2 separate regions of the Mus musculus genome follow, and region 2 is linked to region 1. The links are chromatin contacts, called in public promoter capture Hi-C maps. All regions are on one chromosome and are shown on one strand. Each heading gives the region's core, a stretch centred on a gene start, on an enhancer-like site or on the middle of the called end of the contact. The rest is flanking DNA. Distances are from core to core; before and after follow the strand shown. Region 1 holds the start of Slc16a4 (solute carrier family 16 (monocarboxylic acid transporters), member 4). Region 2 holds the start of Gstm6 (glutathione S-transferase, mu 6).

Evidence for each region. Capture Hi-C pulls out chosen DNA fragments and counts their contacts.
Region 2: a promoter capture Hi-C map of adipose tissue shows a contact between it and region 1. The contact joins the promoter of Gstm6 here to the promoter of Slc16a4 in region 1.

Annotation. Positions count from the first base shown.
Region 1 is chr3:107,287,890-107,295,430 of GRCm38.p6, forward strand. It overlaps Slc16a4 (solute carrier family 16 (monocarboxylic acid transporters), member 4), which reads left to right and starts at 3,341. Exons shown (of 9, transcript NM_146136.2): 1 at 3,341-3,526; 2 at 4,519-4,636. The coding sequence starts at 4,550.
Region 2 is chr3:107,939,394-107,946,934 of GRCm38.p6, forward strand. It overlaps Gstm6 (glutathione S-transferase, mu 6), which reads right to left and starts at 4,341. Exons shown (of 8, transcript NM_008184.4): 1 at 4,205-4,341; 2 at 3,852-3,927; 3 at 3,309-3,373; 4 at 2,940-3,021; 5 at 2,740-2,840; 6 at 1,796-1,891; 7 at 1,600-1,710. The coding sequence starts at 4,240.

The sequences.
Region 1 (7,541 bases), core at 2,091-4,590:
AAGAAAAGAAAGGAAAAGAAAAGAAAAGAAAGGAAAGAAAAGAAAAGGAAAAGGAAATGCCTCCATAAGATATGACTGTAGGCAGGCCTGTAAGGGCATTTTCTTGTTTAGTGATAGGGAGGGTCCAGCTCACAGTGGGTGGTGTCATCCCTGAGGTGGTCTAGGGTTCTATAAGAAAGCAGGCTAAGCAAGACAGTAAGCAGTATCCCTCCGTGGCTTCCGCATTAGCTCCTTCCTCCAAGTTCCTGCCCTGTTTGAGTTCCTGTCCTGACTTCCTTTGAAGATGAATTGATATGGAAGTGTAAGCCAAATAAACCCTTTCCTCCCCAACTTGCTTTTTTTTTTTTTTTCCTCCAATTTTTTTTTATTAGGTATTTACCCCCAACTTGCTTTTTGGTCATAGTGTTTCCCTAACTAAGATACTCAGTTCTGATGATCCACTGGGACTCGAAAGATGCAACATTTTCCTGTAATCATGTTTATTATAGTAAAAGGAGAACTGACAAAGAGAAATGGTGTTTGGGACAAAACGAGAAAAGAAGCAGGGCAAAAAGTTCCAAGAACTCTCCTTCAGTCAAGTCCCATAGAATGCACTGAATTTCTCCAGCACCGAGTGGTGATAACATTTATGAAATATCTTCAGCTGCAGAAGTCATTATACACCCAGTGCCCAGAGGAGACTGATCACATGAGCATTTTCTACTAGCAAATGTCCAAGTTCCAGGTTCCCAGAAGGGAGTGTTTAGCATAAGTCAGATTGTTTGCTCCCTATAGGAACAGTAATAGTAGAAATTCCCCTGAAGGCTAAGTTCCCAAATGCTAGCCAGAAGTGGGAAGTGGAGGTAGGGGTTGAAACAGGGTTTTCTCTGCATAAACTTGGCTGTCCTGGAACTCACTCTGTAGACCAGGCTGGCCTTGAATGCAGAGATCTGTCTACCTTTGACTCCTGAGTGCTGGAATCAATGGCATGTGCCCCTATGCCCAGCTTTGTGAGCCGACCTTTTGTTTGTTAGTTTCTAGAGACAGTGTTTCTCTGTGTAACCCTGGGTATCCTGGAATTCACTGTGTAGTCCAGGCTGGCCTCAAACTCAAAGATCCACCTGCCTCTGCTTCCTGTGTGCTGCCCAGCTGGGAGCCAACTTTTTACAACTAAGGACTCAACCAGGACAAGGAAAGGTTCAGCTGGGTGACTTTCCTAACCTAGTAGTGTTGTGCTAAACTCTGAGTCCCAAGGGCTGAAGAGTATTCATAAGTTATCAGACAGCAGAACAATGGTAATAAGAAGTTATGGGGGGAGCCGGGCGTGGTGGCGCACGCCTTTGATCCCAGCACTTGGGAGGCAGAGGCAGGCAGATTTCTGAGTTCGAGGCCAGCTTGGTCTACAGAGTGAGTTCCAGGACAGCCAGAGCTACACAGAGAAACCCTGTCTCGAAAAACCAAAAAATAAAAAAGTTATGAGGGGGAGGGGCTGGAGAGATGGCTCAGCAGTTGAGAGCACTGACTGCTCTTCCAGAGGTCCTGAGTTCAATTCCCAGCATCCAAATGGAGCTCACAACCATCTGTAACGGGATCTGATGCCCTCTTCTGGTGTGTCTGAAGACAGTTACAGTGTACTCACATAAATAAAAATAAATATCTTTTTTAAAAAGAGAAATAATAGTAAATTCTTACCAAATAGCTTTAGGGACAGAAGCTAAAAACGGTTATAGGCTGAGATATTCATATGTTTAAAGACCCCGTAAATGCAACATTGAATCAGTAGTTACAGATGCTGAAATATTAACTAGTATCCCAGATAGCTTAACAAGTCTTTCCTCTTATTAACAAGAATGCATCACAGTTTTTTCTTTTTTGGGGGGAGGGAGTGGGAGTGGGGGCAGTGTCTGACTTTTTTTTTTTTTTTTTTTTTTGGTTTTTCAAGACAGGGTTTCTCTGTGTAGCCTTGACTGTCCTGGAACTCACTCTGTAGACCAGGCTGGCCTCGAACTCAGAAATTCACCTGCCTCTGCCTCCTGAGTGCTAGGATTAAAGGCGTGTGCCACTACCCCCGGCCTGGCAGGGTCTGACTTTAACCCCAATTTGCTCAAACTCAGCAATCCTCCTTACTTCTGCATTGTATGCTGAGACTGTAAGTGCGAGCTACCATACACTGCAGTAAGAAATATTCTTGATCCTAAACAATCTTGTAAAATAGTATTAATAACATTTTATAGCTTTCGAAACAAATTCAAAGAGGTTAGCTTGTTCAGGATTTCAAGACTTAAAATGCAACGTTGAGCTTCTATCCAAACCAGCATTACTCACTAGCCCTCAACGTTTCAAGAGTATCAATCCTGCCACCAAAGACCTTGAAAACAGTCCCATGGATGGTCACTAAAAACATTTCTGGAGTATATAATTATCTCTTCCTCTGTGTTTTGCCTTCTGCTGACTGTTTCTTTGATCTTTCCCACCAACACCCATATCTGCATCATGTTTCCATGGTTGCGTTCACGGAGCGTTCTCCCAAACTAAGCCATCCTTCTTTAAGAATTTTAATAAGAAAAATTAGAGATGGGCTTTAAGAGGATGAGAAGCCCATGTTTAAAAAACAGAACAAAGGTGCAGATTTCCAGATCAAACAAAGAAACCATACTTGGGCTTAAAATACACTCTGGATTAAAACCTGGAATGTTGGTGTAGGAGATCAAAGGCACTATTTTGTTGACTTTTTTTTTTTTTAATGTGGAAGGTGGAGCTAAGGAAGGAAATTGGACTGGAATGTTGAATTATTCGGGTAATTTTCTAGGACTCAGCCTTAATTATTCCCAAAATTCAGTAAGAAAAAGTTTCATTAAAATTACTGTAAGTATATATCTTCATGGAAAGTTAAAGTAATCGGGTTCAAAAAAGCGATTAAAATGGGGCCTGAAACCCCAAATTAATCATACTACTGAGTCAGAGGGCACAAAGGGGCACAGAGCAGCCTGGATTTACTAAGGACTGCAGTGGGTTTGCTAAGATGGACTAAACCCAGGTACCCACGTTAAGCAGGCACTCTATCATGGAGCACTATCTAGCATGGAGCACTATCTTCAGCTCCAGCACTGCCATTTGTGGTCCAGAAAGAGCTCCCCCGTCTCTGGAAGACTTTTATGCTTCTTTTATAAACTAGTCTCAGCCTCCCTGAGGAACTTTGGACAACTTTCAAAAATCTGGAGTCCCATCCCCCATCCCAGACTTGAGAAGATTTTCTCCTTGGTTTACCCAATGGCTTTTGGCCGGAGGTGAAAAAAGTGTACCTTGTGGGCTGGCTGGAAGGCTGGCCTGAGTTGTTCTCAAGTTACAGCCTTTCCTCCTCCTCCCTCAGGAAGTAAAGTCCACAGGCAGGAGCTGCTAAACCTCAGCGCTGCCCCCGCTTGACTACAGTGCCTGGTTGTTTCCACCAAGCAGCGGAATGGGAAGCCTTAGAAAGAGAGTAACGTTTTAGGGAAAATAATTTTTCACCTGAAATTTTCTTGTCTCTAGAGGATTCATTTGCTTAAAGGTAAGGTGAAGTGGAATTGAAATTGGGTGATGGGTTGGTCTTCTCAGGGACCTGGAATGACTAGAATCTCTCTGTCTAGAATTATCTAATAGAAATCTCTCCCCCTACACACACACACACACACACACATCTCACAACTGGCATCTTTCTGTCTAATCTAACAGACCTTACTTTTTTAGACACTAAACACACACACATGCGTCGCATACACACCTGGCTGCTTTCACAAGGACAGATGAGGATAACATCCATTCCTCAGAACACGTTCTTTCTCAATATGTGGGTATTTATTTACTCAACTCTGTCTGAAGTTAGCACACTATGACATTCTAATCTTGAATGCTTAGCATCTCTCTCCTAAGGTGGAGACTAGTCTCCTGCAGAATCATAAGTTCACCACCACAACCAAAATATTTAACCTATTTAGTACCCTCTATTTCAAATCACTCATATTTCCTAAGTGGGCTTCCCAATTTGTTTTTCTGATCTAGTATCCTCTAAAGAGATAAGTTACTTTGTTGGGCTATCTAGTTCTTTAAAATACCTAAGCTCCATAAAAAGGGGCTGTCTAAACCCAAGAGCCCCCTCCCATTTAACTTTTCTTTAGATTCAAGGGCTGGTTCACAGGAATGGATGGGTAACACATGGCTTCCTCTAAAACTGGCTTACAGCTGATGGAGATCCTGAGCACAAGTAGAGTGGCCATTCCCATCAGGGACTCGAGGTTATTAACATCAGGCAGACTTCACGTAACTAAGGGGGAACGGAAAAGTGAAAAGTTTCATACCATGGAACAAAATAAAATTTAATAGTTTAACATGCACACCTATAATCGCAGCCTTCAGGAAGTAAAGGAAGGACAGCCACAAGTTCTAGGCCAGGTGGAGCCACAAAGCAGGTCTTAAAACCAACCAAAAAGACAAACAAAATATCCCACTTACAGTTAGATTACTTTCTTGACTACTGAATCAACTGTTTTGCATCTGTTCCAGTGATCTCCGCATGTAGCCTACAGGAAGCATCATGGTGAAGAAGGAAAAAACGCCCTCCCCTTACACCAAACCCCTTGATGGAGGATGGGGGTGGATGGTCGTGCTTCATTTTTTCCTGGTAAGTGTTTCTTTCCCCTTTCCAAGTGCTGAACTGTACGAAGAAAAGCTCAAAGCAGTCTAACAAGATCGATGAAGGAATCTTGAGATTTGAGTAGACAGGAAGCCAGGAACTTGCCCAAACTGCTAAGATCAGAGGCCACCTTGGCTGAACCCAGAAGCTGAGCTGTTTGTTCCCCTGAGAGAAAGGAGAAGCCTTCCCATCCAGGCCTCTCCGCTGCCTCTTCATCATCTCTCAATCAGAGAATGCTCCAGGCATGGCTGGCAGTTCTACTTTGGCAGAATGGCAACTGGGATTTGGGGACATCGTATTTTCGACTAAGTAAGAGCTAGCACAGGTCATTCCTAGAAAGTACTCAGCTCTGCCAGGTGTGGGAGATGCTTAGAACTCCAGCACTGGGCAGGGTTGAAGGGATGCAAGGGAGGCAAGATGATTGCTGATAGTTCAAGACTAGCCAGTCATACATGTTAAGATTTTATCTTGAAACTAAGTGCCCACCCACTCAGCCTAACATGTACACAATACTTCAGACCACTCATGCTGTTTTTAGCTACTTGACACAAACCTGTATGCATCTGGAAAGTGGGAATGTCAACTGAGAAACTGCTTCCATTGGGCTGGCCTGTAGGCAAGTTTGTGAGGACATTTTCTTGGTGAATGATAGGTTTGGAGAGCCTAGTTCACTGGCACCCCAGGACAGGTGGTCCTGTGTTGTTTAGGAAAACAAACTGAGCAAGTCAGGGAAAACAAGCCAGTAAGCAGTATTCCTCCATAGCTTCTGCTTCAGATCTTGCTCTGACTTCGTTATGGTCTATAGCCTGTAAGCTGAAAGGAACCCTTTCCTTCCCAAGTATTTCATCATAGCAATAGAAAGCCAGCCACGGCAGTCCCCTTCATTAGTAGGGGTTGAGGATAGTTCAGTCTGCTGCCCCCCCCATAACTTAAACTCGAATTATACTCTGTATCTGACATGTATTGTAAGGAAAGACTTCTTACCCTCGCCTCCGAGACACTGTTGGAGTTGCTATCTAAAAAAAGTAGTGATGTACATTACCCGCATGTCTGTTCTAGAACACTGGTGGATCCCATCATAGCTGCGCCACAAATAACCCTGTGCATAGTGGTCCCAGCCCTATAACTCTTAAGCACCCCTAGATCATTTTCTTAATTTTGAGACACACTCACAAAGACACTTCTTTCTTCTTGACATTCCTGCCCTGCTTGGATTTACAGTAAGCAGCCCACATGATAGGAACACAAGTCCAGATGAGTGACAACATCAGTATGAAATTGAAGGTGGGAAAACATAATGCTTTACTCCTCCCTAATGATAGAAAAGAGGGATGGAGGGTAGAGGTCCTAAGCTAGACCTGTGTATTATAAAACTTACCAAATAAAGCACAATTTGTTGAATTCTGGCTTCATTACTGAAGAACAGAATTTCTTCTCCCCTTCCATAGAAACATTAATAATAGGGAAGCTAAAGATGCCTTAAGCCCGAGAGCCCTGCCTGGTTGGGCCTCCTCTCAAATGGTGTATGCTGTTGGTGTTGGAGTCTGGTTCTCCCACCCTTTTATGCATTATTTTCAATGGATAACAAGTTATTTGATTAGTTACTGCTAATTAAAAGTAGCTAATAATCAGGTTAATAATGTTACTTGGGCAACATGATGATGGTTATTGGAGCACATAAATATACCAAACTGTTAGCAATGAACTCAGCTCACTGCTCATAGGGATAATATACATCCTAACAGGGCAATGCATTTATTTCCATGTAAATTACAAGTGTGCTTTTCCGTAAGATTTAAGCTCCCTCAAAAGTGAAAAACTTCTCAGTATGCTTTGTGAGCTCCTCCACAAAAGCAGTTACACTGTAACTCACCATACTTTATATATATAACTGTTTCTGGGCTTAGTATGTGTCTTAGTTAGGGTTGTATGGCTGAGAACAGACATTATAATCAAAGCAACTTTTGTAAGGACAACATTTAATTGGGGCTGGCTTACAGGTTCAGAGGTTCACTCCAGTATCTTCAAGGCAGGAGCATAGAAGTGTCCAGGCAGGTATGGTGCAGGAAGAGCTGAGAGTTCTACATCTTCATCTGAAGGCTGCTAGGAAAAGACTGGCATCCAGGGAGCTAGGATGAGGGTCTTAAAGCCCACACCCATAATGACACACTTCCTTAAACAACCCACACCTACTCCAACAAGGCCACACCCCCATTCCCTGGGCCATGAATATTCAAACCATCACAGTATATCTTACCAAACTGTTCAGTGCGGTTAGGGAACCACATTTATACTGTTCATCAGTGTTGCGTTCACTATTGTATGCCTACTCTGAATATACAGCCTGAGACACAGTAGCCACTCATTAAATACCTTCTTTTTTTTTGACGGGGGTGGGGAGGACTAATTTATAGACACATTTATAAGCAGCAGCCAAGAGGATGGATGAAGTCAGAGGTGGAGAGAGGCTACTGAAAACATGTTAAGAACCACGTGTGCTGGCACAGTTACGTGTGATCCACCTGTAATTGCAGCAACTGGGAGGTGATGGCAGGAGGAACTCAAGTTCAAAGTCAGTTGGGGCTGCACTGTGAAATAATCTCGGAAAGACAACAGAGAGATTAAGACAATTGGTTGTTCTGAGGTTATGTAGTTTTAGTGAGGCAAGGTAACTGGAAAAGTACTTCAAATGGACCTGGACACTGGGTATCCATTGGACAAGCTGCAATACAGGCAAGAAAACGGGCCCTAGATTTAACCCAGTATCCAGAAGTAAGTGAAAATGCAGATCTGAGCATTTTGGGAGGACAGACCACTAAGGTGTGCAGAGGAATATGAGAGCAGGGAATCAGAGTCCAGAATCATTAGTTTATGTACTTTGATAAGTTTTGAA
Region 2 (7,541 bases), core at 3,091-5,590, 650 kb after region 1:
GAAGGAGAAAACCCACCCCACCACCCTGCAAAAGCAGCCCCACCATCACACCAATCAGCTGAGGTAGCAGAGGTTAAGAAACTTCCTCAGTCTCCCATGGCTAAGAGGGTCAGCCCAGCACTGTGGCTGCCACTCTGCTCCCTGTGCACTCCCTCCTGCCTCCCATAGGGGGCACTGTCACTCCTGGCTACAATGACATGCCTGTACTTAAAAGAAGCAAGGATCCAGAAAACCGAAAGGGTTGAGAACTGGCCTGTGTGGTTTGGAAGAGAGTCCAGGAGCCACCCAGTGACTCAGCAAACCCTGAGTGTATGCAGAGAAGGCCGAAGAGACTGCAGAGCATGAGTGGCCAGCTCCAGATGTTCACCAGAAGCTAACACGTCTCCACTTGAGCCCTAAGCACAATCCCACTGAGCCCCTACCAATCTCATCTCTAGCTCTGATGCAGTGGAGTGTGATACAGGACACCTTGTCAGAGAGTGCACAGGTCATTTCCAAAGATCAAGAGAGAGCCAGAGCTACCAGTCCCCAACAAGCCACAGCCATCTGTGTTCAGAACAAGGGCCTCTGCACTCCCCTCCTCAGCTATACCAGCTCGTGCACACTCACAAGGCCACTCCATGTGGATCACAACCGCAGTGATGAGAGCTAACTAAAAAAAGACATGCATCTCTTAATGGCAAGTGGGAAAGGAGAAGTGCTTCTAGGCCGAGATCTGTTGCTATGGCAATGCCTTGAACATACAAAAATGAAAAAAAGTACATCTTGTTGGTGTCAAACCAGAGAGTTCAGGGTGGATCATGGTTAACTGCGAGGTGAGAGCCAGGCAGCCATTAATATCACAGGCATCTCATGGTCTGTTGTGCCCCCCACCTACCGGCTTCACTCAGTCCTGGGATGGAGGGACAGTTTTACACGTCCAGCTGGGCCCGATACAGAGGGAAATTCCAAAGCATCTCAGTAAGGACAAAGTACGACCTCACTTCATAGGGGACACAATGGGAGCTGGAGGAATGGCGGGAGGAAAAAGCACACCCACCAAAAGAACTCAAGATGAAGTCTTCCACAGGAGCAGCCCTGAGTCACAGTACTTCACAGGTCAGCCACAGGACTGACAACACCAATCAAATATTACCATGGAGTATGTCTTGGTCCTGCACATCAGTCTGCCTTTCTCTCAGCCTAACGGTTGCAGGAACAAACACATTCTTCACATAATCTGCATACTGCAGGTCCTGGGCCGGAAACCCAAGCTGTTTAAAGGCCTGACTTTCTTTTTGGCACAAATCAGGAAGAGACACTGAATGTTGCTCTTAGAAGCCAAAAGCAGTTGGGAGCCCAGAACAGCCTCTACTCGTGCTAGGATGCTGAGCAAGTAGCTTACCCTACACAGTCTCGTGTTCCTTATCTGTTCATCGTGACAGCTAATTCTACCCAGGTTGCCTGCGTGTGGCAATGACAAATTGACTCCGCAGATCTAGAAGGCTGAACATGGGTCCTGGCAGAAAGTCAGTGCTCAATAGATCAGAACTAGGGAAGCAACCTGGAAAGGGGGAAGGGAAGTAGGGCATCCAAGAGGAAGCAGGACCAGGGCATCACCTCAAAGCGGGCCATGAAGTCCTTCAGGTTTGGGAAGGCGTCCAGGCACGTGGGTTCAAACATTCGATGCTGATCAAGGACATCATAGACGAGGAAGTCTGCAAAGGTGATCTGCAGGAAGTGAGGCTCAGTGAGGTGGGATCCGGATGCCTGGGAAGAATGGCAGCTCCTCCTGCCCACCTGCTACCCTCTCTACCTTGTCCCCTGCAAACCATGGCTGCTTCCCCAGGAACTCCGAGTAGAGTTTCAGCTGATCTGGGAGGCCCTTCAAGAACTCTGGCTTCCGTTTCTCCTGAAGCAGAAAATAATAGCTGTCATAACCCTCATGCAGGCCCTGTGGGAGAAAGTGTGGCTTTGCCCAGCTGTGCAAAGGAACAGGCATCTTCCTAATTCTGGGCATGTGCCATTTAACGCTTCACCACTTTAATAATCAGACTCTCGATTGGTAGCAGGCTTCATCTCTCAGGGGTGCCTGGAATGGAAATGCCAATCTGTCCCTGAATCTGTCATGACTGATGTCTAGCTCAGCACTGCCTTCCAGGGTAGTGCCTTCCAGACAGGTTCTGAACAGAACAGTCCAGTGGAAGAAGGAAAGCCAAGTATTTAACAATCTCAAGAGAAGAGACTACGTGATTTCAAAGAGGGATCTCAAAGAATAGAATCAGTTGAACAGCATAGGGTGTTGAAAGAGACAGTGGTTCTCTAGCTGACCGTGAGCTCCAGCAAGAGGCCCCGAGTTTTGCTACCACTAAGAACTCAGCTCTGAGAAATCTGTTGGGTAGATTTCTAAATACCCATGACCTTTTTCCCCTCTGGTTTTCATCTGTGAACCCCAGGGACAAGGTGGCTCATGGCAGTGGTCAAGGTCAAAGTTGAAAAGAATTGAACATATGAATTTGCTGTGTAGGAAATGAATTTGCAGCCCTTGGTATCATAACAATACCGCAAAACTTCTTGGAAACGGTATGTTGTACTTGTTAACAAAATGGGGGTGGGGCAAGAACTGTTGGCTGGATAGGAGAGCTTGATAAATCAGTATGGGTGGGTTCACATTCCAAAGAGGACATGCATGGAACTGAACACAGGCCCTTCCTTGACTCCTGCTGCAAACCCTGTCTATACCACACAGTGCAGACTCACAAAGTCAGCGCTGTAGCAAAGCATGCCCATCTGAATTCGAGTGTCCATGACCTGTTTCTCCAAAATGTCCACACGGATCCTCTCCTCCTCTGTCTCTCCACCTGCAGCACACACAGCCCAGACTCACTCTCAGCAGCCCACCCTTGCCAAGACCAGGGTAGGTGGCCATGGTCCCCCACCCTGCAGCCAGCCCCACTCACACAGGTTGTGCTTCCGGCCAAGGTAGCGCAGGATGGCATTGCTCTGGGTGACCTTGTGTGACCCATCAATTAAGTAGGGCAGCTGGATGGACAAGCAGGGAAGGTCAGATGGGATATGAGGTCCCTCCATCCCTTCCCTGGGTGAGAGAAGACACAGGGCCTGGCACTCAGTGTGCCTGCCGTGGGAAGCCCTCCATGGGCACAGTGTGCACTGAATGAGAGAGCTGGGACACAGCCCATCACAGAACACTGTGCAGCCAGCAGGGATGGAGCAGGAGAGCAGAAACACTGATCCTAAACCCTCAGCCAGGCCAGGAGATGAGGTGAGATCACCATGTCTTCCCCAAACTTCCCCTTCACAGCACCTACATTGGGAAAGTCCAGGTCCAGCTTGAACTTGTCATTCAGCCACTGGCTTCTGTCATAGTCAGGAGCTGTGGTGGACAAGAGGATGTGAAAAGGACGTCACGACGTCTAAGCCCCCTTCACAAGAAGTCAAAGGCAGGACCCCTTGTGCAAGGAATATGCAGTCTGACCCAGTAAGTCTTTCCAACCAAAGCTGCACACTTGAATAGCACAGCTATGTAGTGAGTAAAAGCCAATCCAAGCCCAGGAGCTATTGAATGGCTATAGGCCTTTCAATGACTAACTAAGGCTTACAAAAGCACTAGGCCTGCAGTGCCTGTAGTGGGCAAACCTCACCCAATTACAGTCAGAATAGGGCCAGCATGTTACAACCATGATTCTATATTGACAACCAAAGCTGCACCCTCAAGGAAGTTTCTGGAAGGGATAAGCTCTGGGTTTGCCTGAAGGAGATCCACAAAGCTAAGAAACAGAGAGATAGATAGAAGCTGCTGGGCACCAGTGGACAGAAGTTGGGGAAGAGTGTGACCAGAAGAATGTCATTACCGTCCCCCATGGCGTATCTCTTCTCTTCATAGCCTGTTTCTGTGTATTCCAGGAGCAGGCGGATGGCGTGACCCAGCTGTGAGAGATAGTGGGTAACATAAGTCCGTTAGTGAAATCCTTCACCACCTCTAGGGACGCCTTTACACCTTTCACTAAGAAGAGAGGAAGGGAGGCGGGGGAGAGGGAGAAAGGCAGGGACAGAGTTTGGACTGGGGGGTGTGGCTCTGACAGAGAGGGGGAGGGGGGGTCAAGGAAAACCCGATGGGAATCTTCTTCGTGGAACCAAGCCTGTAGTCCCGCTTTGTGTTCTGACCCTGGGCCCTTCCCGCCTAGCAGCCCAACCTCCCACTCACTCCACGGATATCCCAATAACCCAGAGTCACGGGCATGATTGCTATTCCAGCCTCGAAGACTGTGCAGTCAGTCACTGGTCGGGAAAGACTCTGTAATGCTCAGCTGATGAGTCTGAGAACAGGTCCGGAGCTGCTCTGCCCCTCCCCAAAGGAACCAACCGTGGAACCATAAAGCCCAACCCACTGTAACAAGTAAAAGCCAATCTAATTCCAGGAGCTATCATCCGAAGGCGGGTCTGAGCTTTCAGATACCGAAGGCAGTGATTGATTGGCAGGCCTGCTTCCATCTGCCCCCTGCTGGATTCTCAGGAAGTTGGCAGTATCCCTGGAGACAGGCCAGCTAGGACCTGTTCTGCCCATCTCCTTTCCTGGTAGATCAGTTTTTCACACCTAGACTCTGGGAATCTGGGCTCAGATCTCAACATATGCATAAAAAGGCATTGCTTCAACCTGAGAGTCTGTTCTTGTACTCATGCTGGAAACAAGGGTTCTGCCAGTCTGACAAACTCCAGACTTCATTGTCCATACAACCTGGAGGTACAGGAGCAGTGAAATGGGAATGACCCAGGACAGGGCCAAACAGAAAAGCAAGCAGTCTCTGTATTTCTCTTGGGGGATCTGAGGCTGTCTCAATTCCTTTCTTATTGCTGTGACAAACACCATGATCAAGGCAGCTTGCATGGCCATCATGGTGAGGAACACAGTAGCAGGGGAGCAGGCAGGCATGGGGCTAGAGCAGTAGCTGAGAGCTCGCATCTATCTGACTCACAAGCAGGAGGCAGGGGAGAGAGAGAAGGAGGGAGGGATGGAGGGAGGGAAGGAGGGAGGGAGGTAGGAGAGGTAACTGGGAATTGCGTATGTTTTTGAAATCTCAAAGCCTACCCCAGTGACACACCTCCTCCAGCAAGGCCACACCTCCTAATCCTTCCCAAGCAGTTTCACCAACTGAGGACCAAGCACCCAACTGTATGAGCCTATAGGAGGTATTCTACAGGGTCATCAAGGTAGTGACTATATAAATTAATAGGCACTTTGGCCATACTTGAGAGCCAAATCCAAGAATCAAACACAGAGAGGCCTTGTGAAACTGAAAGAGTCCCACCACCATGGACAGAACCCCAAACTCAAAGGCACAGTAGCCTGGAGGGACCAGATACCTCTCCTGATTCTAAGGGACAACAGAATGCTGTCCGGAAAGGACCTTGAAGGACTCTGCAGAGGACCAAGTCCCTTAGAGTCGAATTCTCAGCTATCTAACTCATTTCAGCCCTGGCCGCAGCTCCTGGCTTTTGTGTATCTGGGCATAAGAGGGTTGCTCAATGTCCTTCATCATGGCACCTGTGGTTAAAACTCACAGACAAAATCCTACCAATGTCAGAGAGCCCCGGTTCCCTTTAATCAGATTCTTAGCATCAGTGATAAATGAGTTTGAAAACAGACTTGAGGGGAAGGGGCATGGGAATGGCTCACTTGATAAGTATTTGCCAGACCAGTATTAAAATATCAGTACAACCCATGTGACAAAGCTTGCCGTGGTGGCAGGTGCTTCCCAGCGCTGGGGAGGTGAAGAAATACGGCTCCAGCAGGGTGAACTGCCTGGGGGCCAGTTCGGCTGACTCAACAGACTCCATGTTCAGTGAGAGAGCCGTCTCAAAAACTACGTACAAAGTGATTGATAAAGACACCAAATGTCAACCTCTAACCTCCACATACACATGTGTACATGTGTGTTCACAGGAACACAGAGATATAACCCAGGGCTCAGCGACAGGGAGTCAAAATTCAGCTCAACGAGGGGGCAGAAGAATGAATGAGTAAGCACTTGATCATTGCTGTGAAGTTGGGAGTGATTGAGGCAAAGAGGGAGGACAGCGTGGAGCAGAGATCCTCTGGCTGCCCACAGGCTTCTGTTAGAAACTTGCTGATGGATCTGAACAGGCAGGACCAGGCACAGGCGAGCAGAGGTTAAGTCAAGGGTTCCATGCCCCGCTTTCATCTTGAACTACTCTTCCTCATTGGCTGAGCCTGTTTATTCCAGAGGCACAGAGAGGATCTGAACCAGCTGGGATGAAGCCCACGACACAGGTCACAAGCAGTCGAGAGTTCTAGACACAGATTCTGCTCTCTGGGAGGTGAAGGGCCACTCTGGGGAGAAGTCAGTCTATCCTGACATTGGTGGGTCCTGAATAACAGTGTTCACTCAGTGCAGTTGTGTGTTATGAGACACTCTGGAGGCAGGATGTGTAGTAAACTGGATTGTAAGCAGCTTCGACGAGTTGGAAGGGGAGACACAGAGCCTGTGTAGACAAGCCACAGCCTGGCCCTGTCCAACAGGGGGCGTGAGATGGTGCAGAAAGGCTGGGCTAAGCAGGTTCTCAGCACCTGACTGGAGAGACTTCAGGATGTCTTTCTGGCTACACAATGACTGATACTCAGTATTTTCTCTCTGGTAAGTTCAAGTGAAGGCCTCTGATCAGACCTTCCCCCTCGTCTAACTTGCACCCAGACCCTCACACATAGGCTGAGCTAAGTAAGGGGCAATGTTGCACAGGATGACATCATTCCAGGTGACCTTGGGCCTGATTATGTCACCAATAGGATGCTATTGGCCTTGACAGATGCCACTCTGTCCTGTGTGCATGATGGGAACTTCCTGCCTTGGCCTATTCTCTCTCTGTGTCTGTCTGTCTGTCTGTCTCCTTCCCATAATTGAGACACAGCTTCTTCTAAGGACAGGAGAGTAGGCAGGGAGCTTGTCTTCCCATCCCTGATAAAGGGCCCCTCTGAGTATCAAAGCCCTAAATGGAGGACTGCATCTAAAACAAGTGACCACTGTCCTATCTGTTGTGTACTAACAGGCCCTTTGTTCTTTCAGAAGCCCTTATTCAAAAATGTCCTCAAGCCTTTGCAAACACTTGTTTAAACCAGAAACACAAAATAACATAGTGCCTTTTATTCTAGTTATCTTAGTCTGGGTGATAGCAGCCAACCTTGGACCTGGTCCCTAGAGATGCAGCCCTTCCCCTCTACTTCCCCCACAGGGGATCTTAAAGGAACAGGCACTGCTCTCCCTAGAGGAGTCTGAAGCATCCTCCGTCAGACCCCACTGTGTTGTGCTGCCTGCCTGCCAATGGTTAACAAAACTCTTGCCTACAGTTAGCTAGACTCAGCACCCCACTTCTCCTCCTGTACCTAAAACCCCAACAAGGAGGAAGGAGGCTGGGACCCTGAAAGACTCCATGGACCAGAGATGGTCAGTCTCCTGGACTCTCCCCATGAGATGAAATGTGTCTAGATCAGTGATTCTTTGAGCTGAATCTCAGTCCACTGGCCCTAG